Linked DNA regions of Mus musculus: all the other regions are linked to region 3. Evidence: chromatin contacts called from public HiCAR-type, HiChIP or PLAC-seq and promoter capture Hi-C data. All regions are on one chromosome and are shown on one strand. The core of a region is the stretch at or near the end of the contact, and the rest is flanking DNA. Distances in the headings are between cores, read along the strand shown.

Region 1 (3,831 bases), core at 893-3,392, 1.3 Mb before region 3:
TTTATTTATTTATTTATTTAGAGATAAAGTCGCAAATGAACTTGGACCTTGTCATTTCAGCTAGACAGGCCAGGCAGCTCTGAAGTCTAGCTTTTATGTAGATTTTGAGGATCTGAGCTCAGGCAGGTCTTCATGTTTTTGCAACAAACTCTATCCACTGAGCCATCTCCCCAGCTCCACCTTGCATTTTGAGACTTGGTGGTCTCTCAATGAGACCTGGAACTCAGCAGCTCCGGCTCCCAGCCAGCAAGCCTTAAGGATCCTCACAGCTCGGCCTCCGTAGCGCCGTGACGACAATGAGATAGTGCTACATTTGACTCTGTAAAAATAATCTAACAGTTGTGCTCATGTGCGCGTGCGTGCGTGCGTGCGTGTGTGTGTGTGCGTGTGTGTGTGTGTGTGTGTGTGAGAGAGAGGGAGAGAGAGAGAGAGAGACCATGTCAGAGGACAACTTTATGAGTTTGTTCTCTCCCTCCAGGGATCAAGCTCAGGTGTCAGGCTTACCCAGTGAGCCATTCAGCTGTCTCAGGCTTGAATTTTCTTCTTCTTTTTTTTAAGTCAGTAAATATAAGAAAGTTTTAAATTGCCCTAAAAGGCAATTTAACACATGGGGGAGATTTTTGAACCTATCACTTTGGTACAGGGCCCAGATTCTGTGACACTGGAGCCTAACTCTCATTGTGAGTGTGACCACTGAGGAGAAGGCTGCCCATGGAAAGCGCTATTTGATAGTCTTAGGGCCAGTGATTCAAGAGAACGAGCCCGCATCTAAAATCCAGAGAGCCTCCGCAGATAAGGAATATTTCCCTGAAATCAAGTGAAGGATTTTTTTCTTTAATTCATTTTTTTTACAGTCCATGTTTTATTCACCCTTCATCCCCCCTCCGACTGTTTCATATCCCACACCTCCTCCCCACTCCCATGTCTCCACATGAATGTCCCCATCCCCCACCCCACCTGACGTCTAAACTACAGTCTCTTGATGGTTAGGTGCATCATCTCTGAATGAACACAGACCCGGAAGTCCTCTGCTGTATGTGTGTTGAGGGCCTCATATTAGTAGGTGTATGCTGCCTGGCTGGTGGTTCAGTATCTGAGAGATCTCAGGGGTCCAGATTAATTGAGACTGCTAGTCTTCTTACAGGATCACCATTCTCCTACGCTTCTTTCAGCCTTCCCTAATTCAACAACAGGGGTCAGCAGCAACCCATTGGTTGGGTGCAAATATCTGCATCTGACTCTTTCAGCTGCTTGCTGGGTCTTTCAGAGGGCAGTCATGATAGGTCCCTTTTTATGAGCGCTCCACAGCCTCAGTAATAGTGTCAGGCCTTGGGATCTCCCCTTGAGCTGGATCCCACTTTGGGCCTGTCACTGGACCTTCTTTTCCTCAGGCTCCTCTCCATTTCCATCCCTGTAATTCTTTCAGACAGGAACAATTATGGGTCAGAGATGTGACTGTGGAATGGCAACCCCATCTTTCACTTGATGTCCTGTCTTCCTGCTGGAGGGGGGGCTCTATAAGTTTCCTCTCCCTACTGTCAGGCATTTCATCTAAGGTCCCTCCCTTTGAGTGCTGGGAGTCTCTCACTTCCCAGGTCTCTGGTATATTCTGGGGGGTCCCCCTAACCTCCTATTTCCTGAGGTTGCCTGTTTCCATTCTTTCTGCTAGCCCTCAGGACTCAAATGAGGGATTTTTAAACGTGATAGCAGGAGTTAAAAGGGAAGCAAGGGACATGCATTTACAAGTAAGTCAGAGACCAGAGGGCTGAGGACACAAAGATGTTACCTGGAGATAGTGAGTGGCCTCCTTCACGCTAGGCCAGCACGGAGCTACTGAGGCAACGCCGTTGCTTCTGCGGATTCCCGTGCTCCAAGAGAAACGGGGCTTTTTCCCTTCCCCAAAGACACTCTGCCAACTAGACCCCAACTGGACCGCCGGATGCGTAAACTGCCCCTGTTCTATGATTCTCATACAAATTTGTCAGTGATTTGCAGACACTATGAAGCAAAATTAGAGAATAATCATTAAAAGCTTCCGACAATATGCCTATCCATAAATTCTTCAAGAGGAAGATGAACCACCTTCACATAGCACGGCCCGGGACCTTACCGGCTCCAGCCATGCCTTCTCTAGCCACTAGATGGCAGTACAAGCACAGACTTTCAAAGGCCCTTTATTGACAGGGTAGCGACAGCCAGCGCTACTAATGAGGCTGGCTTTGTTTTTGTTTCTTTTTTGTCTTCCATAACTTCGGGTTTCTGGTGTCTGATTCGATGTTTTGGGCCACTTGGACTTTCCACTGCACTTCCAGCCCCTTCCAGAGGCTTCATCGTTTTGCTGGGGAGATAACACCGTGGAGCCTTCTGGGAAATTGACTATAGGGATTTGAGAAAAAAGCTTGACTTCCGGCACCCTGGATCAGTGGGTTCATTCTACGAGCTCCATCCAGGTCACCAGCATCCAAATCACTTCCCTGTCGGGACCAGATGTTCAAAGGAAAATCCCGATTCAGAAGTAGGGAATTTCCTAGAAGCGATTTTTAAAATGTATGTTTTTGTGTGTATGTACATCACATGTGTGTGCGTGACCATGGATAGCAAAAGAGGTTGCTAGCGTTTCTGGAACTGAAGATACAGGAGGTTTTGAGCAGCAAGGCACGAGTGCTGGGAACTAAATTAGAATCTCTCGGAAAAATGGGATTCCCCGGAAGAATAGCAAGCATTCTTCAGCAATGAGCCATTTCTCTCTCTCTCTAGGAGCAAAAATTTCCCCCAACTGGATCCTAAGAACCTTGTTCCAGAGGAGAACATCTCTGAGGGTAATTGAGCAAGCTACTCTGGGAACGTATGCCCCAAGCAGAGTTATAATTATTAGTATTATAAGTATTAGTACGTACTACATAAACAGTAAGTGCTGTGCCGAACTCTCTATGAAGATTACCTCATTCACTCAATAACAACTAGCGCTTGTTCCAAGCACTTGAATTTTAAACCGAGTCTGCCTGAGTGAAAACTGTTGTTGTCTCAATGCATACATATATAAAACACAGGACCCTGTGACAGAATCCTGTCCCTTGTGCCTACCGATCCTAAGTTCTAGTTCAGAATGCTTTGATGAAGTCCAAATGCAGGTATGCCTAGCCACGTCCACCAAACAGGAGTCTTCTATAAGTTCCAGTCCAGGGGACACTGGGTCAGATGGGGCCAGCCTGAAGACCAAGGAATTCAGTAATGGTTGGGCTCTGATCCCAAGTGAAGGTGTGTGTGTGCTCAGGGTGGGGTTGGGGTGGGGGTGGACGGGGTACTGTGCTCCAGATAAAGAGAAAGGGCTGGGAAAATCTGATCTCTGCACTCAGTTCTGACAACTCTGGTTCTCATCAGGGGAGTGGCCCTCCTCCTCAGTGCCTCTGGGTTGAGCCCTGCTTGCTTAGATCCTAGAATCCTTTGGAAGCTCAGATAGCATAAGCCTGCTGACGTTAGTCCCACTCGTGGAAATGTAGCCCAGAACTGCACATCTTCATCTGGGTTCGGTACCCACGTGCGTGCTCATGACTTGCTTCTACCAGTCTGTGTCAGAACAAGATGAGAGCACTGTGGGTAGGGGTTAGAGGAAACCCTTCCCTTTGAGAGTCCGTCTTTCCTGGTTAAATACTGATCTGGGGTACTTGCAAGCTTATTTTATTCCCTGGAAATGCATAACTTTGGCAAGAGTAGATTGATCTTCCTTCTCCCCTCCCCCTTCCCCCTTCCCCCTCCTCTCTCCCCTTCCCCCTTCCCACTTTCCCCTTCCCCCTTCCCTTCCCTTCCCAGCTCCCGATCTCTTGCCTCCAC
Region 2 (3,362 bases), core at 670-3,169, 1.4 Mb after region 3:
AATCACTTTTTTTTTGGGGGGGGGGGCTGTGTTAAAGGTCCCTGGTTCAAAAAAAGCAAGATAATTTAAATACTAAAGATGTTTAACTCCAGAAAACATACTTTTTTTTTTTTCCTTTCCTTGAGACAGGGTCTCTCTATGTAGCTCTGGCTGGCCTGGTACTTGCTATGTAGAGCAAGCTGACCTTGATACAGTTCTGCATGCCTCTGCCTCCTAAGTGCTGGGATTAATAGGCATAAGCCATATCATGGTGTTTTGTTTTGTTTTGTTTAAGACACCCATAATGAAAAGGTCTGCAAATGTAATTCTTGAAAATAATTACTAATCAAAGTAGAAAAGTCTAAGTTTGGATACTATAAAACATAGATGACTTTGGTCTGTAATACCACTTTAGAAGCACATTTCAACTTTTAAAACCAATCCTTGTAACCATGATTTCCACTTACATTTCAGTTTACCATAAGATCAAAACATTTCTTCTACAATTCTTCATTTTCCAGGATGAAACTTCATTGATTAGGAATGTCAACGTTCCCAGGTAATATAAATATTCATGGTACGCAGCTACTTTAAACTATCCTAAGAATTCAAATCATATCACGCCATTAACTAGAAACCTGGCCCACTGATCATCCAGCACCCCCTTTGTGGAGAATCTGTTACCTTCCACGGCATTTGTTTCTGGGTGGAGAATATCCCCCAGAAGAGTCAGTCTGGAGTTATCCTTTTGTTTTCCAGTTACATTTTAGGGGGACTATTACTGTCATACCTGAAAGCTTGGACATAGCAGGAAGTAGCAGGTGAGTAATCGTTAAGATGACTCTATGTAAGGAGGTATAGAAACTGTATTTCATTAGGATAAAAAAGTGCAACACACCCAAATGTAACAACGTATGTGCTGGCAAGAAGTCTAAATCTGTAAACAACCCTTGCGGGTACCGATCTGCCTGCTGCATCTTTTAAGTGTTCATTTGTCAATCGCCCTACTTTTCCTATTACCCTCTTCCCGGATGCTACAGGACTTATCTGATATGGGACAATCCACCACCACAGAAAACTTACATGGCGCCTGATGTTAAATGTCAAATCCCCTCCCCCAAAGATAAATAATTTCACATCCACGCAAAAGGATATTCTTTAAATGCTTGTCCAACATTTATTTAGACTTAAAGCCAGTGCTCATTGGGGAAATGGTGAAAAAACAAAAACAAACAAACAAAATTAAAAAAAAAAAAAAAAGCGACGTTGTCGCCAGGCATGAGGGCACAGACCACTAATCCCAGCGCTTGTAAAACTGAGGCAGGAAAATCTCCCCGAGTTTGAAGCCAACGTGGGCTATAGAATGAGACCATGTAGTGTTGGTTCCTGCTTTAAAAATAAATAAATACAAAATCGTCACCGCCTTTTGGCCTGTCCTAGCCACAGTGCTATAGAATAAAACCTCAGCCTTGGGGCCAGCTTACGTAAAACCTGAAAGGACAGCCACCACAGCCCTGGCCAGACGGCTCGCCATCGGGAGGAGCAGCGCGCGCCCTCAAGCCCAGGGCTCCGAACCACAGCCTCGCTCCAGGCAGGGACCTGGCCGGCGCCCGGGCGGCTCACTGCACCGGTGTGCGGGTGCAGCCCGCTGCCGCTCCCTGCAGGGAGGGCTCGGCCCCCAGAGCCGGCCCGGCCAGCACACCCCGGGCCGCCGTTCCCTAGCGACCGCCCGCAGCCCGGCCTCACCTCTCGCCGGAGCCATGGTGCCGAGAGAGTCTGCGGAACTGACGCCCCTGCGGCCATAGAGACGCACCGGCCTAGAGAGCCCGCCGCACCACACGCGCGAGGAGGAAGCGGGGGCTACGGCGGAAGCCGCGCGGCGTGCGGAGCGACAAGTCTGGGAGACTCGGTCCTGCGGGGGCTCGGAAAACCGCAGCTTCCGGTCGACCGAGGGGGGGCGGAGTCAAGGTGGCCGAGCGTTTCCTTCTAGAGACCAGCCCCTCCGAGAGGATGGGCCCCGCAAGAAGGATTCTGAAATGCTCTCGATTATTCCTTTGTGTGAAGACCGTTAGAGAGGCTCCGAGAACTCGGACTTTTATAACTTTCAACTCCATCACGGCCTTCCATGGTTACCTCTTGGATAAATTTAGTATATATTACATACTGCTCGGAAGTACTGTGTCTGTCTTCATCATCCTTACTGTCACTGTCTAGCTTAACTTGGTAACTTCAGGCAGCAAAAAGACCTCAGAAAAATTAGATTGTATTAACAGGCACTTCAACCGCTCTAATGGTTACTGTGACTAGAGGATGTTATTAGAAAATAACCCCGGGTGGAACAACATTATGAACTAACCAGTACCCCGGAGCTCTTGACTCTAGCTGCATATGTATCAAAAGATGGCCTAATCGGCCATCACTGGAAAGAGAGGCCCATTGGACACGTAAACTTTATATGCCCCAGTACAGGGGAACGCCAGGGCCAAAAAGGGGGAGTGGGTGGGTAGGGGAGTGGGGGTGGGTGGGTATGGGGGACTTTTGGTATAGCATTGGAAATGTAAATGAGCTAAATACCTAATAAAAAATGGAAAAGGAAAAAAAAAAAACTATACCTCTAAAAAGTTGGAATTCTCAGGACCTGAAAACCCAACTGCTTATGAGCCAAATAAGGCCGCAGAGTGGGAAGTGGGAAGCGCTTAAGCCACAGCGGGCTCTGAGGCAGACAACAGAGCATAAAAGGATCAAGCTGGAATGCCAGCCAGTCTTATCAGACATTCTGATTTTTTTCAATGAGCCCAAAATTCAAATATAAATATCAATTCTCTGGCTTTTAAAAGGCAGCATATGAATGTAGGCTTCACTTGTTCCAGATAGCAAGGCTCATGATATAGAAATCTGTTATCACTAAATAGCAATGAAGCAGAGCGTTGTGTTTCAGAGTGTCAGGGCTTAACATTTTGTAGGGTTTTAGAAGCAGCCTCTATTCCAGTGATAAGCATACTACTATCTAGCTGGCATTGCAATGTCAATCTTAATGCTGTAAACTTTGTCTAAAATATAAAACAAATACGCGGACAGAGTTTTACTTGTCAATTTTAATAAAACGAAAAATGTACTACAGAAACTGCTTTTAGATTTGCATAACAGTCAGGCAGGATACGGTGCCCTAGTGCACAGTCACACAACCAGTGACTGTGCCAGCCCCGCAAATGAGCTTTATACACGCACAGCACTTTAAACCCTCCATCCGTGCCACTAAGGAGCAGCTTCCTGTAAACGTCCATCTCTAGGTTTCGTCCACCGCTCTGGTTAAGTTCACCTTCACCCCATAGGTTGTTTTGCTTTGTCCCCCACGAAGGCCAGCTATGAAAATCTGGGGCCTG
Region 3 (3,696 bases), core at 30-2,529:
AGGTTCAGATGTTCAGTCCATTATCATAAAGGCATGAAACATGGCAGTATCCAGGCAAACATGGTGCTGGAGAAAGCTGAGAGTTCTATGTCTTGATCCAACTGCGGCTAGGAGGAGACTGTCTCTGCCAGACTTGATCATGTGCGAGCGTGCGTGCGTGCGCGCACGCGTGCACACACACACACACACACACACACACGCACGCACACACACAGAGACCTCAAAGCCCACCCCACAGTGACACACTTCCTCTAACAAGGCTACACCTCCTCCAATAAGGCCATACTTAACAGTGCCCCTTCCCATGGGCAAAGCACAGTCAAACCACCACAATTAGCAATCAAGAAAATGCCCAATAGACAGGGCCACAGGTCAATTAGGTCCTCAATCGAGGTTTCCTCTTCTCAGGCATGTCAAGTTGATGACTGAAGGGATTATAAGGAAGAACCAGCTTGCTCCTAGTGGCCCACAACCAAGCTTATAGCTACAGCTTTTCATATGGTGTTTTAAATCTCAAGAATGGGCGAAGCCGGGTGTGGTGGCGCAAGCCTTTGATCCCAGCACTCGGGAGGCAGAGGCAGGTGGATTTCTGAGTTCGAGGCCAGCCTGGTCTACAAAGTGAGTTCCAGGACAGCCAGGACTATACAGAGAAACCTTGTCTCGAAAAACCAAAAAAAAAAAAAAAAAAAAAAAAAAAAAAAAGGTGAAAACCAGCAATAAACAAAACAAACAAACACCACATCAAAACCATCTGCTCCAGAAATGATAGTCTTAAGGCTTCTGGAACTAATTTTTGATGTTTTATGGGTCGTCGGAAGCACGTCCCCTACACTTCGCCAAAAAAAGAAAACTCATTTATAATAACCTAGACTCTGGTTTTCCGGACTTTTTGATGCAGGTAAAGGGAGGATTCTCAAATGACCCAGATCCAGCAGAGACATCAAATTTGAGCTATGATTAACGGAAAAGCACTTTTTCACCTGTGAAATACCCTTCTGAATGTAGCAGGTCAGTCCACAGGTGGAAAGAAGCTTGGATTCCTTCTACTTTGGGGGTTTCTCCGGTTTAGATGGAAAAAAAGAGACACCAGTCATTAGAGTACTCACAAAGGCAAAACAGGGGCGGGGCGTGGCAGAGGCCGGCGCCCTGAGATACAGGGGCGGGGCTGAAGGGGGCGGGCCAGGTGGAACCGCCTATCTAGTTCTCAGCAGCTTCCCCTCCCTCACTTGGGCGGGGCTTCCATTTCGCCTGACCTCGGAAGAAAGGGGGCGGGCCCTTTGGGGCGGAAGTCGCAGTGCATTGTGGGTTCGCCGGGAGCCGCGGAGTCGAACCTGAATGAAAGTGGCGCGCCGCTGAGGACCCGGGTAGAGCTGCTGCCGTTGGGGTCCGGGCTGGTTTGCTGTGGAGCTATCGGCGAGGCGGCACAGACATGGCTTACAACAAGATCCCGCCGCGGTGGCTGAACTGTCCGCGGCGCGGTCAGCCGGTGGCAGGTACCCGGGAGGGGGCTGCGGGAGGGTTCGAATCTCACTGCGCCGGCCGGGCCTGGGGGACCGCGCGCTTGGTGGTCGCCAGTCGGGACTCCCGCAAGGCGGAGGAGTGAGGACCGGAGGTGGACCAGACGCTTCTAGAGCTTAAAGTTTGTGAACCTCTTTGTGATATTTTGGAGACTGGGTCTCGCTGTCTTGGCGAGACTTGTTTTCGGAAAGAGAGTAGCTGGGTGTGAGCCTGGAAATTGAAGGAAAGCTTAAAGAGACGCGAGGCTGGATAGCGGGGGACTTTTGGTTTTGTTATTAAAAATTGACTTTTTGCGGAATGTTGCCATCTTGAGTTTGACGTATAGTGGACTCATCCCCGAACTTGCGAGCTGGGATTATAGGCTCGGGTCACTGCTTGGCTAAAAGAACAGTGACTTCAAAGTGTACAGTTTGATAGTTTTGGACCACACACATGTATTCCAGGGAATACACATGAAATAACGGAGGCACAGTTCTCTGAATCCGTGGAGACATCGCACATGGTAACTTTAAAGGACCAGGCTCCACAGTTACCAGCAACCGGGTTAGATAGCAATTAGGAACTTTGTCTGCTGGACCTAGAAGCCAAAAACATTTTTGTGATTAAAATTGAGGAAGGAATACAAGTTCTGTTTTCACAGGATTTACTCAGCTATAGAGTAATTATCGGGCAGGTGTTTGCAAAGATCTGCTAAGTCTCCTTATCGGAGTTATGAGACATAAGCGTTTCCTTTCTCTCTTTTTAGCTATCTGAACACCAGGCAAAATACAGTGAGCTGTGGCTCCCTATTGAGGAGCTAGCTGGTACCCACACTCTCTTAGAAGCCCACACCCTTGCTTTCTGGTTGTCTTTATTCTGAGTGACTCTCTTTTTCTTTTCTTTCTTTCTTTTTTCTTTTTTTTTTTTTTGTTTTGTTTTGTATTTTTTCGACACAGGGTTTCTCTGTATAGCCCTGGCTGTCCTGGAGCTCACTTTGTAGACCAGGCTGGCCTCGAACTCAGAAATCCGCCTGCCTCTGCCTACCGAGTGCTGGGATTAAAGGCGTGTACCACGCCCGGCTTTTTCTTAACTCTTGAGCTAAAACCTGTATATTAAAACTGTAACTTTTTGTTTTAAAGCTGTGCTGGGTAACACAAAGCAGGAAGTTTTAGGATGGAGCTTATGTGAAGATTTCAGCACATATAGGAAGAAACAGTTGTGTTATGCGTGGGTCAGGATGTGGTGGTTAACTGGGTATCTTTTCTGGCGTCATTTGGAATTAAATTTAGGGAGTCTCAGAATTTTTGCCACCTTCAAAATTTCTTGCTCCCCCCTCTCTTATTTATGTTGCTTTACATTATGTGGATGTAACACTTGTATGAACACTTGTACCCATGGCAGGAGATTCCAGTAAGCACCAATTATGTGGTGACAGATAAATGGGAGTGGTGGCATTCTAAGACTAACAAGGACCCACGGGCTCTGCTGCTACAGTTCGTCTCTAGACCTGGCCATGCTGACACCAAGTCATGGCCAAGTAACTTGCTTTAAACATGAGTTTTAGGAGCGTGGGAGTTGTCTCAGTGCTGCTGTTCCAGAGAACATGAAGAGTGGCGCACAACCACCTGCAGCTCCACTTCCAGGACATCTGATTGCCTCTTCTGGCTTCTTCTAGTACCTGCATACATGTGGATTATACTCATAATTATCACATGCACACACATACATAAACCTTCAAAAAGGGGAGTTTAAACATAAAACCCATACACGTTTAAATCTCATGCTCTTGGTATGTGTTCCATTCAGTTTACCTAAAACACTTCACCTTAATATACAATTTTTTTTCTTATGTAACCCACTGTGTGGCTGCCTAGAGACTGTTTGAGCATATGGACATAGGGAAAATATTATGACAGCTTCCACATAGTAGTCTTTCTATACATTGTTGTATGAAACTTCTGTAGTCCTGTTGATCTGCTTTCTGTCATTGATGGCGTACATCCTTTAATAAATGCAAACATCATGCACTCTCACGTTGTGTGTGTTTGTATGGCTGGCCTTGAACTATGGCCAATGTAGTTTGAGGATCAGCTTTAATTCCTGATCCTGCTTCTGCTTCCGAGATGTCGGGAACAAATATGCCTGCCCTTCCCTAGAGCCCCACTTTTTAAAGGGCGCTTGAGTTGGTCAAATAGCTCC
Region 4 (3,417 bases), core at 119-2,618, 1.5 Mb after region 3:
CTCTGGGGCTCTCTGACCAGTCAGCCCTTTGGGATCAGTAAGTCCCAGGTCCCAGTGAGAAACTCTGTCTCAGAAAACAAGGTACGTGGCCCTTGAGGAACATCATCAGGCTGACCTCTGGCTTCTACACACATACTGCACATGTGTGCATGTGAACGAATGAACTATCCGTGTCTGTACACACCAAATTCACTAGAACAAGATTGGCATAGCTACCTATATTATATTGTATGGGGAAGTATGAAGATATAAACAATGAGAACTGGTTTAGGAAAAGCACTCTATTTTCAAATATATAGAGAACTGCCTCAAATGGACCAAACATTCAACGATAGTATAGATACTCTTGTTATTATGTTTCACATACTATACTCTTTTAGTGCTTAAGAAAGTAAAAGTCCGGAGTAGGACACCTTCAATAGTTTAGATTAATATGAGAAACTTTGAGAAAGAATCAGGGCTTTATAGCTTGAGGGAACTAAGTAAGCTTAATCTCAACTCTGGTGCTTCTAAAGGAATTTTTTTTTTTTTTTTTGAGTAAGTGACAACTCTGATTCCACCTTAATAAAAGGAATGATATTATACACTGCAATATTACAGATGTGTATTTAACATTGTTAACATTCTTAAAAGGAAAGATGTTAACAAAATAGCGGTCATCCTACAGATAGTGTGCAACCTTCCTACCTTCGATGCCTTTTCACTACTAGGGTAGGATAATCCAATTCTTCCCATTGTAGTGGACTCCTATTCCATCAGCATCTTTTTCCAAAACTGATTTTTGAGGAAAGTGTTTTGCATTTATAAAGTACTACCAGACGCAGGACCCTAAGATAAGCCCAGCACTAGAGAGGCAGAGGCAGGCGGATCTCTCTGAGCTCCAGGCCAGCTTTGTCTACAGAACGAGTTCCAAGACAGCCAGCCCCCTGTCTCACAGTGGGGAAATGAGATCGCTTAGATTTTAAAAAATAAACTCTATCGTTTTTACTGTAAAATATAACTTTAAAGTGAAAAAAGAAAAACACCACACACAAAACCCACTTTCCACCTCGTAATTTACCCCACTCATGGATTGGGGAAAGAGTGTCACTGTGGCAAGGACCTGAAGGCTGTAAAGCTTTTCAGACCGCGGTCAGATACCCAGGCTCCTACGGAGCTCAGTATAAATCTTCATAAACAAGTGTGAAAACTTGTGTGGTCGGCGGGCAGGCTTCCCGGCAACCTACCCTAGCATCTTCTGCAAACCACAACCCTCCCCTTCGAGGGCTGGCGGAGCCTGACCTTGGGCAATTGGGAAGCCGGGGAAGCTTCAGCTCGGACGCCGCCAGGCTCAGAGACTTCCGGCGTCCCGTGCGAACGCCCGCTGCTGGACTTTCCTTCCGGTTCGCCCGGTGCGCGCCCAACCAGTGCGCGTTCCCGCCGGGGCTCTAAGAGCCGCACCACAGCGCCATCTATGCTCCGGAGGCCGTAGAGCAGGGGTCCGGGCCGAGCCCTGGCATTGGAACTGCAGGAGCCCTTGGCTTTGGAACCCAGATGAGCAGTCTGGTTTGATTTCTTGGGGCCTTTGACTTTCAGCCTCTCACATTCAAATAAGCTTTCGTTTCGTGGGTTTCATGTATATTTATATAAAGAGATATCCAGAATTGGAAATGGGACCTAATGGCACTTAATGGAAATGGAAAGATTCAGGCTAGAATCCAGCTGCCTCCAAGAGAAGGAAGTGCAGTATCGCCAAAAAGGAGTCTGGGGCTTTATAGGGTGCTTTTAGTTGAGCAGTGGTGTGGCAGAAGAGCTTTAAGAGAAAAGGGACTGGAATTAGAAGTTTTACATGTGGTGGTGAAGGGTTCGAGTCTTTAGAACCGGGACTGTGGTCAGTCTAGCCGTTCTGAGACAGGGATCATCTACCATCACTTGTGTAAAAAAAAAAAAAAAAAAACACATTCAAATTGATCAGAGATTACTAATCAGAGTTTCCCAAATTAGATCTCCAGGGGTTAAAGAGACTTCTCACGGGATCTCTGATAGCACTGACGATTTTGTTTTTCACATAGATATTAATAGTTCGCTTATATTTAATTTCAAAAATCATACATTATCAGTATTTTCTCAAACACGGGTTTTTTTTTTTTAAGTAATATAAGTCCTAGCCTTATTTTACGAGGACATCAAGCCAAAGTATATGATATAATTAATGGATTATCAGTTGACAAATGTGAACATTGTTTGTGGTAATTTTCAAAACCAATCCTACTCTCTCTTTTCTATGGCCTCCCATCCTGACTCCTGAGTTGTCCTGTGAAGGCTAAAGGTATATTTTAAGTTTAAATTATTGTGTGCTTTAGGCATAAAACAGAAATGTCTCTAAACTGTAAGCCCCTCTTGGCAAGAACAGATAGCTTCTTGGAATGCTGGGAGCTGTTGCTCCTGTAAGACAACAAGCCACTTGTTTTCACTTCTGTAAACAAGGCTGGTTGTCTCAGCTGCACAGGATGTGCACACATAGGTGGGAGGTGTAGGCAGGAAATATGTCAGGATGTATACTTGCCCCTGATTACATAAAAGTGGGATGTATATAGCCTTGTCAGTTTTGATTGTATACGCTTCTGACTAATGTAATTTGTTACTCTGGGATTCCTGGATATGGCCTTGGGCAGTGTCCCTTGTCCTGGCCAGTATTTAATAAAGCCTGCTTAGCTCAAAAATTGTGATAGTAGTCTTATTCTTGCCTTGTGGGATTAACAGTCCTTGTGATTTATTTCGGGTAGTATCATATATATATATATATATATGTTGTTTATATATGTCTATGCGTGAGTTTTCTATCTGATGCCTTTGGAGGCAGAAGAGGGCATGGAATTCCTGAACTAGAGTTAAAGACAATTGTGAACCTGCCCAGGGCCAGCCCTGGAAGATCTTCTTTCATGTTCTGGCTCTCCTTGAGCATTAGCAGTGATAAGATTTGGTCTTAGAAGGCACTTAGGGTTACTATATAATAATAATACGTTTTCCTATCTCAATTATAAGTCACTGTGCTTCAGTAGCTAACCTGCCTTCTGAGATCTTCTGAGGTGAGCAACTGTTTTGCACCTCATCCTAAAACAGGAGGAGATTAAGTAAAGTGGCCTTTGTTCTATCTCCAGCAGGAACTGCACAGCTTTAACTTTCATCCTGCTAGTTGAAGTCACAGGAAGAAAAAAGGGACACTTTGGAAAGTGATTTGAGCATTTATTTCTAAGTTGTAAAAAGTTTCCGATGAAAGCTTTCTGAGAAAAAGGGGGAAACAGGCTTGTAAAAAGGGGGGTAGGTGGGTAAGGGATCTAGGAAAAAGGCAGGATGTAAAAAAGTGGGACAAAGAGAATTGCTAAGAGAAGTGAGACAAGGAGAACTGCTCCCTTCTCTTTATCCTCAGCACTTATT
Region 5 (3,490 bases), core at 979-3,478, 1.6 Mb after region 3:
ACCAATGATTACTTCATTACTATTTGATTTTTATCAGCAAGGTAATAAAAAATGATTTATATACCTTAAGATTTATCACTTAATAAAACCAATATCGAGTTATTTTTTTTAACTGTTTTATTCATTAGAAGTAACTTTAAAATGCCAGGCAGTGGCACCTGACTATAATTCCAGCACATGGTGGGGCAGAGGGTGAGAGGGGAACAGGTAAATCTCTGAGTTCAAGTCCAGCCTGGTCTACAGAACAGCCAGGGCCACCCTTCCCCCCCCCCCAACACACACACAGACAATTCCTGTCTTAAAAAAGACAAAACAATAAACAAGAAGAATTTAAAACCTGGTGATGTACCTAGCATGCTGTACCTAGTACCATCTTAACCACAACCACACACACAGTGATACTTGTGCATCAATCTCAAAAACGAAAGAGAAAGCTATACTTATACTCTTTATCGCATGAGCCTTCATTTTAACAGTATTATCAATCCTTAAATCATCAGTGGATTCTACTAAGGAATTAATATCCCGAACTAAAGTAGACTTTAGTCTGCTCCCAACTGCTCATGGTGGCACAGATCTGTAATCCTAGCATTTGGGATGGTGAAGTAAGACGACTACCCAAAATTAATGCCAGCAAGGAGAGCATGGAAAGACTGTCTCAAAACACCTCCTCCAGAAGTGGACTCCATTTACAAATGAAATCTTGGCCGGGCGTGGTGGGGGCGTGGTGGCGCAGGCCTTTAATCCCAGCACTCCGGGAGGCAGAGGCAGGGGGATTTCTGAGTTCGAGGCCAGCCTAGTCTACAAGGTGAGCTCCAGGACAGCCAAGGCTACACTGAGAAACCCTGTTTCAGGGGAAAAAAAAAAAAAAACCAACAAACAAACAAATGAAAGCCTTATTTGTAAATTCTACTAAAATAATTTCTCAGGCTTACGATGGTGGGCAATTTCAGGGCATAGAAAATAGCAAATTTCAAAGTTTCTTTAATACTAAGGTTTAAAACAATGACTCTGTAATGTGGCCTCCAGATCTGACGAACTTTCTGACTGCATATATTTGCAGACAAGTCATCCTTGGTCCTATTTTTTTTTTTTAAATAACGAACCATCAATGCATGAGCATAAAATGCATACGGCAATGGGGCTGCTTCTGTATGTGATCAGATACCCTAGAAAGATAGATTTCAGCACCTGGAGGCTGGCAAGTGAAAGTATCCCTGTGAAATCCTAAAATGCTCCACCATTGTTCAAATCTCAGTGTTTCCAAAACAAAATCTTAAGCATGACACATCCATTAGGTTTCATGCTTTATGTAAAAAACGGCCTCAACTAGGCAGTTTAATCAATGTTCTCCCTCCCTCCATAGTCAGCACACGTTAACTGGGGAGTCTTAAGACCAGATGGAGATCCAAACTCTGATATCTGTCATAAGATAACATTTAGAATGTTACTAACATTCTAAATCCTAGTTAGAAAACGTTGCTGAAAAGCAATGTCCTTGGGCAAGAAAAGAATGGGAAGATCTGAAACTGACCCAAGCACAAATCCCTTGTCAACCAAAGACACTTAACAGGAAAGAACCCAAGAAATGTGGGGGTGGGGGTGCACGGGGGGGGGGCCGGAAATCGTACTCTTCCGGAACGTAAAGGCGAAACAGGCACTGGTAAAGCCGCCCCCAAGGGACGACTGACTATGGAACGGTGACAGCTCCTATGCACCGCGGAGAGCAGCCAGCAGGAACGGCCGCAGCGCAGACGCCGCCGCCACTCCCAGCTTGCAGGTCCGGCGGGATTGGCTCGAGAACATCAACAAAGACCCTCCGGTCGCAGCCTAACCCAACAACAAAGGCCGAGCGACTGCGCGCGACGGCCGGCGGCGACAGGGGGACTGGCGCGCGGCGGGCAGCCCGGCGCCCGCGGCGCAGCCCGGGAGCGTGCACGGAGCCCCGAGGCCGTCCGGCCCAGCCTGGCCGCGGAACACAAAGACGCGGACCGCCCGCGCTCCGGCCGCCGAGGCCCGCGGAGGGGGAGGGGCTCACCTGGCACAGCTGGCGGCAGTAGGCGGCGGCGGCCTCCACCGCGGGCTCCCGGCTCTCGCATAGCCGCCGCTCCAGCTCTTGCAGCCGCTCGCCCAGGCGCCGCAGCTCCGCCGCGCAGCCGCCACCGCTCAGGCGCTCCTGCTCGGCCTCATCGTCCGCCATCTTCGCAGCCCGCTCCGTCGCGTACGCACCTGGGTCACGTGATAACACAATGCCACGTTCGGCGGGGTCACGTGCCCGGTGCGCTGGCACGCCTGGGCGCACGTACAAAGGCCGGGTGTGGGGCTGGCGACCGCCGGGGCAGTGCTGCAGCGAGCTGAAGCTGAGGCCTCTGCTGCTGCGGCGGCGGCTAGGGCCAGGGCCAGGGCGAGGGCAAGGTCTGCGGAACAGCCGGAGGCCAGGGCAGGGTGGAGAGCTGGTGATTGCCCTGGTTCTGGGCCAACCCGAGAACGCCTCCTGGAAACAAGCGCTCTAGGTGTTGGAGGGCACACACACACAACAATTGGGTCAGAACAAAATGAGAGGTTCAATTCTCATTCTGGGAAATCAAGCAGCGAACACAAGAAAAGAATAGTGTGGAGAGAATTCAAACAGACCGAAATGATTAATGTTGTAACCCGGTGGTTTTTAAGGCACAAAAGCTTTTCTAAAATCTGGTTACCGTTACGCGTTACAAGAATCCACACCGAATCTTAGTTTGGGAAAGTAGGTCGAAGGAAAGAACACAATTAAGGATGCTAAAGTAAAAAAAGGAACACGGATGTCAAATAAATGCCAGTAGCAACCCTCCTCTTGGTGCTGCAAAACAGGTGGCCTTCTAAGCCGTATTTTATTTGCAAGACGAAAACAGTATTTGGCATTAGAATTGGAGAAGAGAGCTGAGTGTTGTGTGCACGGTTGTAATCTCAGCACTCGGAGACGAGAGGTTCAAAAGTTCATCCCTGGCTACATAATATTTCCTCCTCCAGCCTATGCCAGATGAGTTCTTACAAATTTAAAGGAGTAGGGGGTAGAATAAGAGGTAGTCGGAAAATCAATGTGCTTAACCATAAATTTCATAATCAAACTAATAACAAACCCAGTGTTTGAGGGCTAGGGGTGTGACTCAGTTGACAGAGTGCTTGCCTAGCTCCGTTCACTGCATAAACCAGGCAAAAGGCACGCAACTGCCTGTTTAATCTCAACCTTCCCTGGTGAACGCCAGAGTATCAGAAGTTCAGAGACTACACTATTTTGCCAGTTTCAGGTCAGCAAGAACAAATAGACAAACAAAACAAAACACCCCACAACCTACTGTTTATTTAAGAGGCAAGATGTCTGCCTTACAACTGAATCCTTTTAAAACAAACAACAGCGTTGACACACCTGGTCATTTTACTGTTGTGTTCTGACTGCACTGTATTTTTCTAAGGATAGTTATCTAAAATGAACAACCAGCCTGGAGGTTGGCTC
Region 6 (3,461 bases), core at 607-3,106, 1.3 Mb before region 3:
TAAAGTTCCTGCTTAGACATTCCTGTTGTAGGAGTTTGTGAGGTAGGTAAGGTGAGGCTTATCATTTCAGATGCTGTTCTGAGCACATTCTTCACTGTTCCAGGCTGCGGGCAGTCTTCTGCCAGCATTCTCTGGCTTCCGTGGTGGCTGAAGCTCATGGTTTGTGAGTGCGTGTTGAATATTTCTTCTGAAAAGCATGAAATGGGTTGTGTTTCTGGCTTTGAGGGTTTTTCTTCCAGATTTTGAAATATACACATGTATGTGATGGGACACCTGGCTCATAAGGCCCAGGCCTGAACTTGCCATGCATTTGTTTTCTCTGTACAATATGCATCGCCTGCAGGTCACTTAAATGATGGCTTCAGTCACATGAGGTGTTTGTTAGGTACACAGTTTCTACTTGTGGCATCTTGTGAGCACTGGAAGTTTCAGGTTTCAAAGCATTTCTAATTTCAGATCTGTTGACTTAGGGACACTTCACCTGTAGCTGCCATTTCCCTCGGGAGGCCACTTCTATTTTTTGCTTGTCTGTTTTCTGGAATTTGACCATATCTGACCATGTGAAACATGGGACATGCGTCTGTCTCATTTCTCATACTGTCGCTCAGTTCTGTCTTCCTTCATTTCGTGTCCCTGTACAAGGGACTTTCATGTTCCTCCTGCTTCTGCCTCCAAGTGCTGATCACAGCTGTCTGCCACCATGCTGGGCTTGCCAACTGCTTTTATTGGAAGGTTTTTCATTTTTTGCTAGTTTTCTCTTTCCCACAGAACAAAGCATTCCCGAGCCTTGGCTTTGAGCGGGGATTAAGCAGGCCTTCTCATCCTACAGAGAATTGGTGGCTCTGTTACTAGTTCCTCAACATAACAGACGATCCAGGGTTGTAAAGTCTTAGCATTGGCAGCTTAAGGGCTACCCGTCCGCTTTTGTTTTGTGGGCTTTATTTCTCTGTAAGTTTTGAAGAGATGCTATGTATGAATGCATAGTGAATTTGATATACACTGACTATATACTTAGAATGCTGCTTTCAAGAGTCTTAGGCATCTACTAGTAAAAATTGAAAATGTTTGCCTCTTATTGGATGTGAAGATGTGTCTTGTAATTCTTTTTTAAAAAAAGAAAAAAGTGACAGCTTTTCCTCCTACCGTTTCTTCACAGGTGAGCAGCCGGTCATCCAGCCCTAGTGTCAGAATGATCACTACCTCAGGACCAACCTCAGAGAAGCCAGCTCGCAGTCACCCGTGGACCCCTGATGATTCCACAGGTGACCAGTCTAGTTCCTTGTAATACAAAATGGATTGACTTGAGGCATTAATCTTTACAAAGACAAGCATGATGTCATTATTTAGATCTTCATGTTTATAAAATCAACCACTTGGCAGTAGCTTTCGAAATGCCCTTGGAGTGTTATGGCAGAGACTAAGTGCTTTACCCTGTGTGTGTTTTTCCCTCCCACATACTAAACACGTATATTAAAAATAGTCAGATTTTTCCAGTTGGAAGCATGTGTTCTTGTACTTCACTCTGTGATTTTTGTATCATGATTGTTCCTGTTGGACCTTTTCAGTAACTACAATTCCCATATCGCTAACAATGACCACCAGCATCTTTACTTGACTTTCTACTTTTTATTAATAATGTTTTATACGTGAATACAGTATATTTAGACCATCTCGAACCCTACTCCAACTCCTCCCAAATATGTCTCAGATCTGCGTTTAGTCTCCATTGTGTGTATTCCTGATACATGACTGTGTCGTGAAAGGACATTTTCACAAAAGTATCTCATGCATAATGAACATACCCCGTACCACTCTTTTCACCCACCCTCCTTCCTTTAGTCCTCATTGTTCCTCTTAGACAGTTTCACTTCTACTTTGATGTCTTACACAAACGTGATTCTATGTATCTGTAAAGTTAAAGAACCACAAAGGAGTGAAAACAAATACTTTTCTAAGACCAGTTTAACTTGTTTCCAGTTGCATCCATTTTCCTACAAAGGACACACTGGAAACTCTATTGTGTATACCTGTGGCATGTTCTTTATCCTCTGTTGTTGGCCATCCCAGTGAGTTCTGTAGCTCAGCTGTTATGTATAGCGCTGCAGTAAACATGGATGTGGAAGTACTGCTGTGATGCGCTTGTCGAACAGAAGTCCTTTGGGTAAACATCCAGGGGCCTATTTTAGTGTTTTTAATGTTTTGAGGATCTTCTGTAGTGATTTCACAATGGCTGACAAGTTTACATTTCTGCCAGCAGTGTACATAAGGGTACTCTTCTGGCAGCTGAAGTGAGATTACAGCAAAGTTCCAATTTGCATTTTTCCCCAGTGGCTAGTGAGGTTGAGCAATTTCCATGTTTTCCTCATAAGAGTATCTTTTATTCTTCCACAGTTTCATGCATGTATACAATATATCTTGAACATCCCCAACATGATTATCCTACTCCTTTTGGATCCATTCCCCAATGCCCCTTCCTCCTTTGTCTTCTTTTTGTGACCCACTGAATCCAGTTACTGTTCCCCAAAACCCTAGGGTTTGGATCAGCCACCACGCTTGGGCAACCTAGCAGCAGCCACACCCCTCCAAGGAAAATGCTTGTAACTCCCCTTCCTCCAGCAGCTATCACTTGCTCAGCTAAGGGTGGGGCCTCATGAGCCTCTTCGCCTTCTATGCTGGTTTATTGATTGGCTGATCTTGTGTGGGTAGCCACAGCTGCAATGGATTGATGAGTGGAATACCTAGACCCTGTCCATCAGCCAGCATTTCACCGCCTCCTGAGATCCTCTGGTTCTTGGATTCTTTTCTCCTCTTCTGTGATATTCCCTGAGCCTTCTTAGGTTGTTGATACAGCTGTCCCACTTAGGACTGAGCACTCACAGTTACTGATCCTTAACACTTTAACCTCTCTCTCCCTCCCTCCCTCCCTCCCTGAGTTAAATACTACAACTTCAAAAAGAATCTTCTCTAGCCAGGGTTGAAAGCCACTCTAATCCATAGGAATAAATATCACTATTTAGAAGCAGGTTGATAACATGTTAATATAGCAAGATAACATTAGACTCCTCTCTAGGACCTAGGACCTAATCAGGGCTGGTTTTGACCAGGCCATTTCTCTTGTGTTTATTAGCCACTTGTATTACATCTTTTGAGAACTGTCTAATCATTAGTCTGCGTACTGATTTGATTGGCTGCTTGCTTTCTTCAGGGTTTTATTTTTGTTCTTTTATTTTTATTATAAATATACATACACAGCCATGAAAGACTTTTCCCCCCACTCTATAGACTGTATTTAACTTGTTAGTGGTTGGTTGGTTGGTTGGTTGGTTGGTTGGTTGGTTGGTTGGTTGGTTTGTAGGAGGAGCAGGATCTCACAGTGTGTATATTACTTCTGGCCTCAAAACTTACTATGGTAGACCCTGTGGGCTTCAAAGTCACAGCTAATCGCCTGTCTCTGCTCACAC
Region 7 (3,485 bases), core at 242-2,741, 1.3 Mb after region 3:
CGTTACCTTTCATCACTAACACACTTCTCAAATGTCTTAACCCTCAGCCAGAACCGTACCATGTGTAAAGTGTCTCCATTTCTGTTGAACTGTGACAATTTCTTTAAGCGGCAGTTGCGTTTCTTGGACTAAAATGACTTGCCTTTATATCCTTGTCTTCCCTGCTCCATCTCCCCTCAGGAATGCCCAGTTAGAAAAAGTGTATATCTATCACCTAAACTTCACAAACTGAGGAGTCATTCGCTGCTTACCTCCAGCAACAACCTAGTGGGCTGTGCGCCAAAACCAGAGAGCATTTCAATGTCCTCCAGCGGGTTCACCCCGTAAAAACACTGAAGGGGTCTCACTCTGCCCCGTGGGCCAGAGTTCCCTTCACTGGCTCTGCTGTGTTGCTGCCTGCCTGCCTGCTTGCCTGCCTGCCTGATTCTGATGTTAACATCACCCCTAACAGACCTGTTATAAAAGAAGACAGCCCACTTCAGTGTTCCCCTGTAGCCCCAATTACGAAACCTTTCAGAAGTCTGTTATTTCAGCTTCCTTCAGGAGTGTCCTTCTGTTCTTAGAACAGGAGTCAAGTCTTACTTTACAAGGCATAGCAGCACAGACCAATAGACCTTTCTTTTCCATCTGCTGCCCTGTTTGATATTCTTGAAATATGGTTGCTAATGGTAAACTTAATTTTAAGTTATCTTAATTCCAGATGTAGCCACAGGCTCCTAGGGGGCAATACAAGCCTAGGATTTCTCCTCTTACAAACTACAATTTGACTAGCACTCCTTTGCCATCGAGTAGTCCACAACCCCTCAAAACACTCATCTGAATTACATTTTTATTCTGGTTTTTCCTAATGCTCCTCTCTCCACTCACGGGTTAAACTGCTCTTTTTACTTAATACGCTCTTTTATTTCTACATTCTAAGGCAAAGACCATCTTATTCTGCTCTCCCAAACTAATGCTTTATATTTTGCCAAGATTCTTATTTTTCAGACCTTAGCCAAACTGTCACTTTCTCCAAGAATTTCCTCGGTCTCCCAGAAACCTTGGTTCGTCCCTCCTCTCTTAGAACTTTTCTCCTTGCTAATGAGCCAATTCAAGATCAGCTGCTTATGAGTATTTCTGGGAACAGAAATCTATTTTTGCCTCCATCTGCATCTCGGTAACTTAAAGCACAGTGTGAATTTATGGAGGGGGAAGAGTGGGGGAAGCGGCAGGACGCAGCACATTCTGGGGGCAGCCGCTCTCCTAGCCTTGGCGCCATGGCCTAGTTGCCCAGAGCAAAGCTTGCCTCGAACCCGGACCTGGGCAAAGCCGCCCGAGTCCTGTTCTCCGCGGAGCCAGAGCTGATGCCCATCAAACCTCGTCGGACTTGCCAAACAGGCACCGCGAATCTGAGGCGAGCGCCACCCCCACGTACCTTAGACACGGAGGAGGTGGCCATAGTCCGCGGCCCCGTGTGCATGCGCACTCCACACTTCCGCGCGCCCTGGCGGAAGCAGAGGCGACTTCCGGCGCGGAGGCGGGGCGTGCGGGAAAGGGAGGCATGGCGTGTGGCTTTCGTAGGTCGATCGCCTGTCAGGTACAGTCCAGAGCGGCGAGCCAGCGGGAGCCAGGGCCGGAGGGTGCAGCCTAGGCCGACCCTGCCTCCTCCTTGCGCTGCGGAGTGGGAAGATCCTCGAGAGCCCTGAGTGCTCACTGTCTTCTCATTTCCCGTTCTTAATGCTTTAACCTGGGCGGACTGTCCAGAGGCCATGATTAGACCCTGTAGAAATTAATGTTCCTCCTTCGTTTATGCCCTTTATTTGCTCTCATGAATAACCTGGTAGGATATATCTCGAATAAGAAATTTTGTAGCTTACTAAACCTGTAGGCGATGCTCTCCCGAGGAAAAGCTCTAAATCCGGACTTGGAGACCATTGGATAAAATAGATGATTTAAAAGGCATGCTAAGGGCTGCGGAGATGGCTCCGCGGGTGAAGTGCCTGCTATACAAGCATCTGTGCCTGCGTTTGAATTTCCAGAACCTAGGTTGAAAAACCTGCATAGCTAAGGAAGTCTGAAACCACACTTCTGAGAGGTGGAAACAGAAACCGGTGGCTCCAGCCTCTGGTTCGGTGAGAGTCTGCCTCAAATAAGGTGGAGAAAGACACTTGACCTGTACTCCTCGCGTGTTTAGCGCAGCCTATCCTGCCTGGAGTTTGCTAGTGCTAGCACAGACTTAGGCCCGCTGTGGCTGGGTTGTTTTAGACAATTCTGAAAGATGGTGCATATACTTCTTAGGTAGTTCTGTGGGAATTAAGCTCCAGCCTACAGAGATGACTTTAATGTGTTATCTGTGTGTCTGTGTTTGTATGTTCCTTCATGAGGACAGGCCACAGGTTGCCTGTGTTTCCTCCAGTCACTGTCCACCTTTCCCCCCTCTCCCCTAAGGCAGATTTTCTCCCCGAACCTGGAGTTTACCCGTTTAGCTAGGTTGGTTAGCCAGGGAGCTGCAGGTGTAATGGCAATTCTGCTGTTAGCTGAGTTCATTGCATGGTACAAGCAAAAAACAACTGACTGTCTGGGAAAGACAAAATGCAAGAGAGAAAGAAGACAGAGGCAGAGTGAAACTGTTTTTATTAAGGCAGGCCTATCCTCCGGAATGAGGGACGGGAAATCCAGAGTTGGGGAGCCTGTGGCTGGATGAGGGTGGGGAAGGGTGCCGGTGTCTCAGGTTTTCTCCATTGGCTGTGCACGCCCCATTGGCTCACCAAAGAGATGATCGCAGGCTTTTATGCACAGCTTGCTCAATTAAGGAAGCGGCCATGCTTTAAAGACCCTTCTCTATCTTTACTCGTCCTTTCTAGCTGTTAACCACGACTCTCTGCTGACCTTTATCCCAAGAAGGCAAGGTCTGTCCTTAGACCTTGCAGGTGTTAATGCTCTTAAGCTCTTGGCAGGCTCTGTAAGCCATTAGTTAAGTTAGCCTCTGCTTTCTTTGTTCTTGTGTTTATGTGACCAGCTTTTAGTTTTACCATGGCAGGAAATTAACACCTGTCATAACCACTGTCCACACGGATCTCCGGCTCTCCACTCAGAGGGAAGAAAGGATAGCAGATGCTGCGGCCAACTTTGACTGACTGGACCAGCAACATGGGTTCACGTTTCCCCAATCTCCATAGTTCCAGTATGGATGCAGTTTCGTGGAGCAGCAGAACAAAGAGTGATATTAGTAAAGCAAAGCATTTAAAAAATAGATTGATGGCACCATCAGCGAGGCTGGTTACAGCAAGATGAGGGTAACTCTTCTGTAGACCCCGGCTGCTCTCTGACAACACTCTGACCCCTCTGCTTGGTGGAAAACTAGGGTTTTTTTGTTAGTACATCCCCAAAAGGTTATCTGTTTGTCAGGATGTTAACTCTTGCTTGTAGTAGCATGATATTAGGTCCAAAGGTGGGAGACACTAATGAAATTAATTAGGTCCCAGATCTGCACTATCCATAACTCT

What was found. Promoter capture Hi-C pulls out the DNA fragments that hold promoters and counts their contacts. HiCAR-type assays count read pairs that join an accessible place to other places. HiChIP or PLAC-seq counts read pairs in DNA pulled down with a chosen protein or histone mark.
Region 1: a contact with region 3 is called in a promoter capture Hi-C map of liver, with 3 times the contacts expected there. The contact joins the enhancer-like site here to the promoter of Rngtt in region 3. A contact is called at or near these places in 6 of 39 promoter capture datasets (the 3T3-L1 cell line, the C10 cell line, hippocampal neurons and 2 more) and 1 of 484 Hi-C or Micro-C datasets (regulatory T cells).
Region 2: a contact with region 3 is called in a HiCAR-type map of astrocytes, with 4 times the contacts expected there. The contact joins the promoter of Slc35a1 here to the promoter of Rngtt in region 3. A contact is called at or near these places in 15 of 39 promoter capture datasets (the 3T3-L1 cell line, 3T3-L1-derived adipocytes, the C10 cell line and 10 more), 1 of 484 Hi-C or Micro-C datasets (pre-B cells), 2 of 115 datasets of contacts at active chromatin or transcription factors (astrocytes and fibro-adipogenic progenitors) and 1 of 9 other capture datasets (adipose tissue).
Region 4: a promoter capture Hi-C map of pre-B cells shows a contact between it and region 3, with 3 times the contacts expected there. The contact joins the promoter of Smim8 here to the promoter of Rngtt in region 3. A contact is called at or near these places in 15 of 39 promoter capture datasets (the 3T3-L1 cell line, 3T3-L1-derived adipocytes, the C10 cell line and 10 more), 1 of 115 datasets of contacts at active chromatin or transcription factors (large pre-B cells) and 1 of 9 other capture datasets (liver).
Region 5: a contact with region 3 is called in a promoter capture Hi-C map of pre-B cells. The contact joins the promoter of Zfp292 here to the promoter of Rngtt in region 3. A contact is called at or near these places in 10 of 39 promoter capture datasets (the 3T3-L1 cell line, 3T3-L1-derived adipocytes, the C10 cell line and 6 more), 1 of 115 datasets of contacts at active chromatin or transcription factors (pancreatic cancer cells) and 1 of 9 other capture datasets (pancreatic islet).
Region 6: a contact with region 3 is called in an H3K27ac HiChIP or PLAC-seq map of large pre-B cells, with 9 times the contacts expected there. The contact joins the enhancer-like site here to the promoter of Rngtt in region 3. A contact is called at or near these places in 7 of 39 promoter capture datasets (the C10 cell line, the HPC-7 cell line, cranial neural crest and 3 more), 4 of 115 datasets of contacts at active chromatin or transcription factors (bone marrow-derived dendritic cells, large pre-B cells, memory CD8 T cells and 1 more) and 1 of 9 other capture datasets (liver).
Region 7: a contact with region 3 is called in a promoter capture Hi-C map of liver, with 7 times the contacts expected there. The contact joins the promoter of Orc3 here to the promoter of Rngtt in region 3. A contact is called at or near these places in 13 of 39 promoter capture datasets (the 3T3-L1 cell line, 3T3-L1-derived adipocytes, the C10 cell line and 9 more), 3 of 115 datasets of contacts at active chromatin or transcription factors (embryonic forebrain, embryonic limb bud and stem cell-derived neural progenitor cells) and 2 of 9 other capture datasets (adipose tissue and liver).

What each region holds. Positions count from the first base shown.
Region 1 is chr4:32,053,174-32,057,004 of GRCm38.p6, forward strand. No RefSeq gene overlaps it. Among named protein-coding and RNA genes, the nearest start is that of Map3k7, 91 kb to the left of the region's middle. Within about 2 kb of position 2,143, at least 122 of the 459 cell types and tissues checked have an H3K27ac peak or open chromatin away from gene starts, as enhancers often do. A contact at or near this core is called in liver and regulatory T cells, where this site is marked.
Region 2 is chr4:34,685,519-34,688,880 of GRCm38.p6, forward strand. Slc35a1 (solute carrier family 35 (CMP-sialic acid transporter), member 1) reads right to left here and starts at 1,920. Exons shown (of 8, transcript NM_011895.3): 1 at 1,726-1,920. The coding sequence starts at 1,741. It overlaps Cfap206 (cilia and flagella associated protein 206), which reads right to left. Exons shown (of 13, transcript NM_001347062.1): 13 at 3,056-3,362. The coding sequence ends at 3,266.
Region 3 is chr4:33,309,032-33,312,727 of GRCm38.p6, forward strand. Rngtt (RNA guanylyltransferase and 5'-phosphatase) reads left to right here and starts at 1,280. Exons shown (of 16, transcript NM_011884.3): 1 at 1,280-1,493. The coding sequence starts at 1,430.
Region 4 is chr4:34,776,998-34,780,414 of GRCm38.p6, forward strand. It overlaps Smim8 (small integral membrane protein 8), which reads right to left and starts at 1,369. Exons shown (of 3, transcript NM_001330757.1): 1 at 1,282-1,369.
Region 5 is chr4:34,880,720-34,884,209 of GRCm38.p6, forward strand. It overlaps Zfp292 (zinc finger protein 292), which reads right to left and starts at 2,229. Exons shown (of 8, transcript NM_013889.2): 1 at 2,039-2,229. The coding sequence starts at 2,200.
Region 6 is chr4:32,009,160-32,012,620 of GRCm38.p6, forward strand. Map3k7 (mitogen-activated protein kinase kinase kinase 7) reads left to right here. Exons shown (of 16, transcript NM_172688.3): 13 at 1,157-1,262. Among named protein-coding and RNA genes, the nearest start is that of Map3k7, 47 kb to the left of the region's middle. Within about 2 kb of position 1,857, at least 41 of the 459 cell types and tissues checked have an H3K27ac peak or open chromatin away from gene starts, as enhancers often do. A contact at or near this core is called in bone marrow-derived dendritic cells, where this site is marked.
Region 7 is chr4:34,613,451-34,616,935 of GRCm38.p6, forward strand. It overlaps Orc3 (origin recognition complex, subunit 3), which reads right to left and starts at 1,492. Exons shown (of 20, transcript NM_015824.4): 1 at 1,415-1,492. The coding sequence starts at 1,459. Rars2 (arginyl-tRNA synthetase 2, mitochondrial) reads left to right here and starts at 1,507. Exons shown (of 20, transcript NM_181406.4): 1 at 1,507-1,576. The coding sequence starts at 1,541.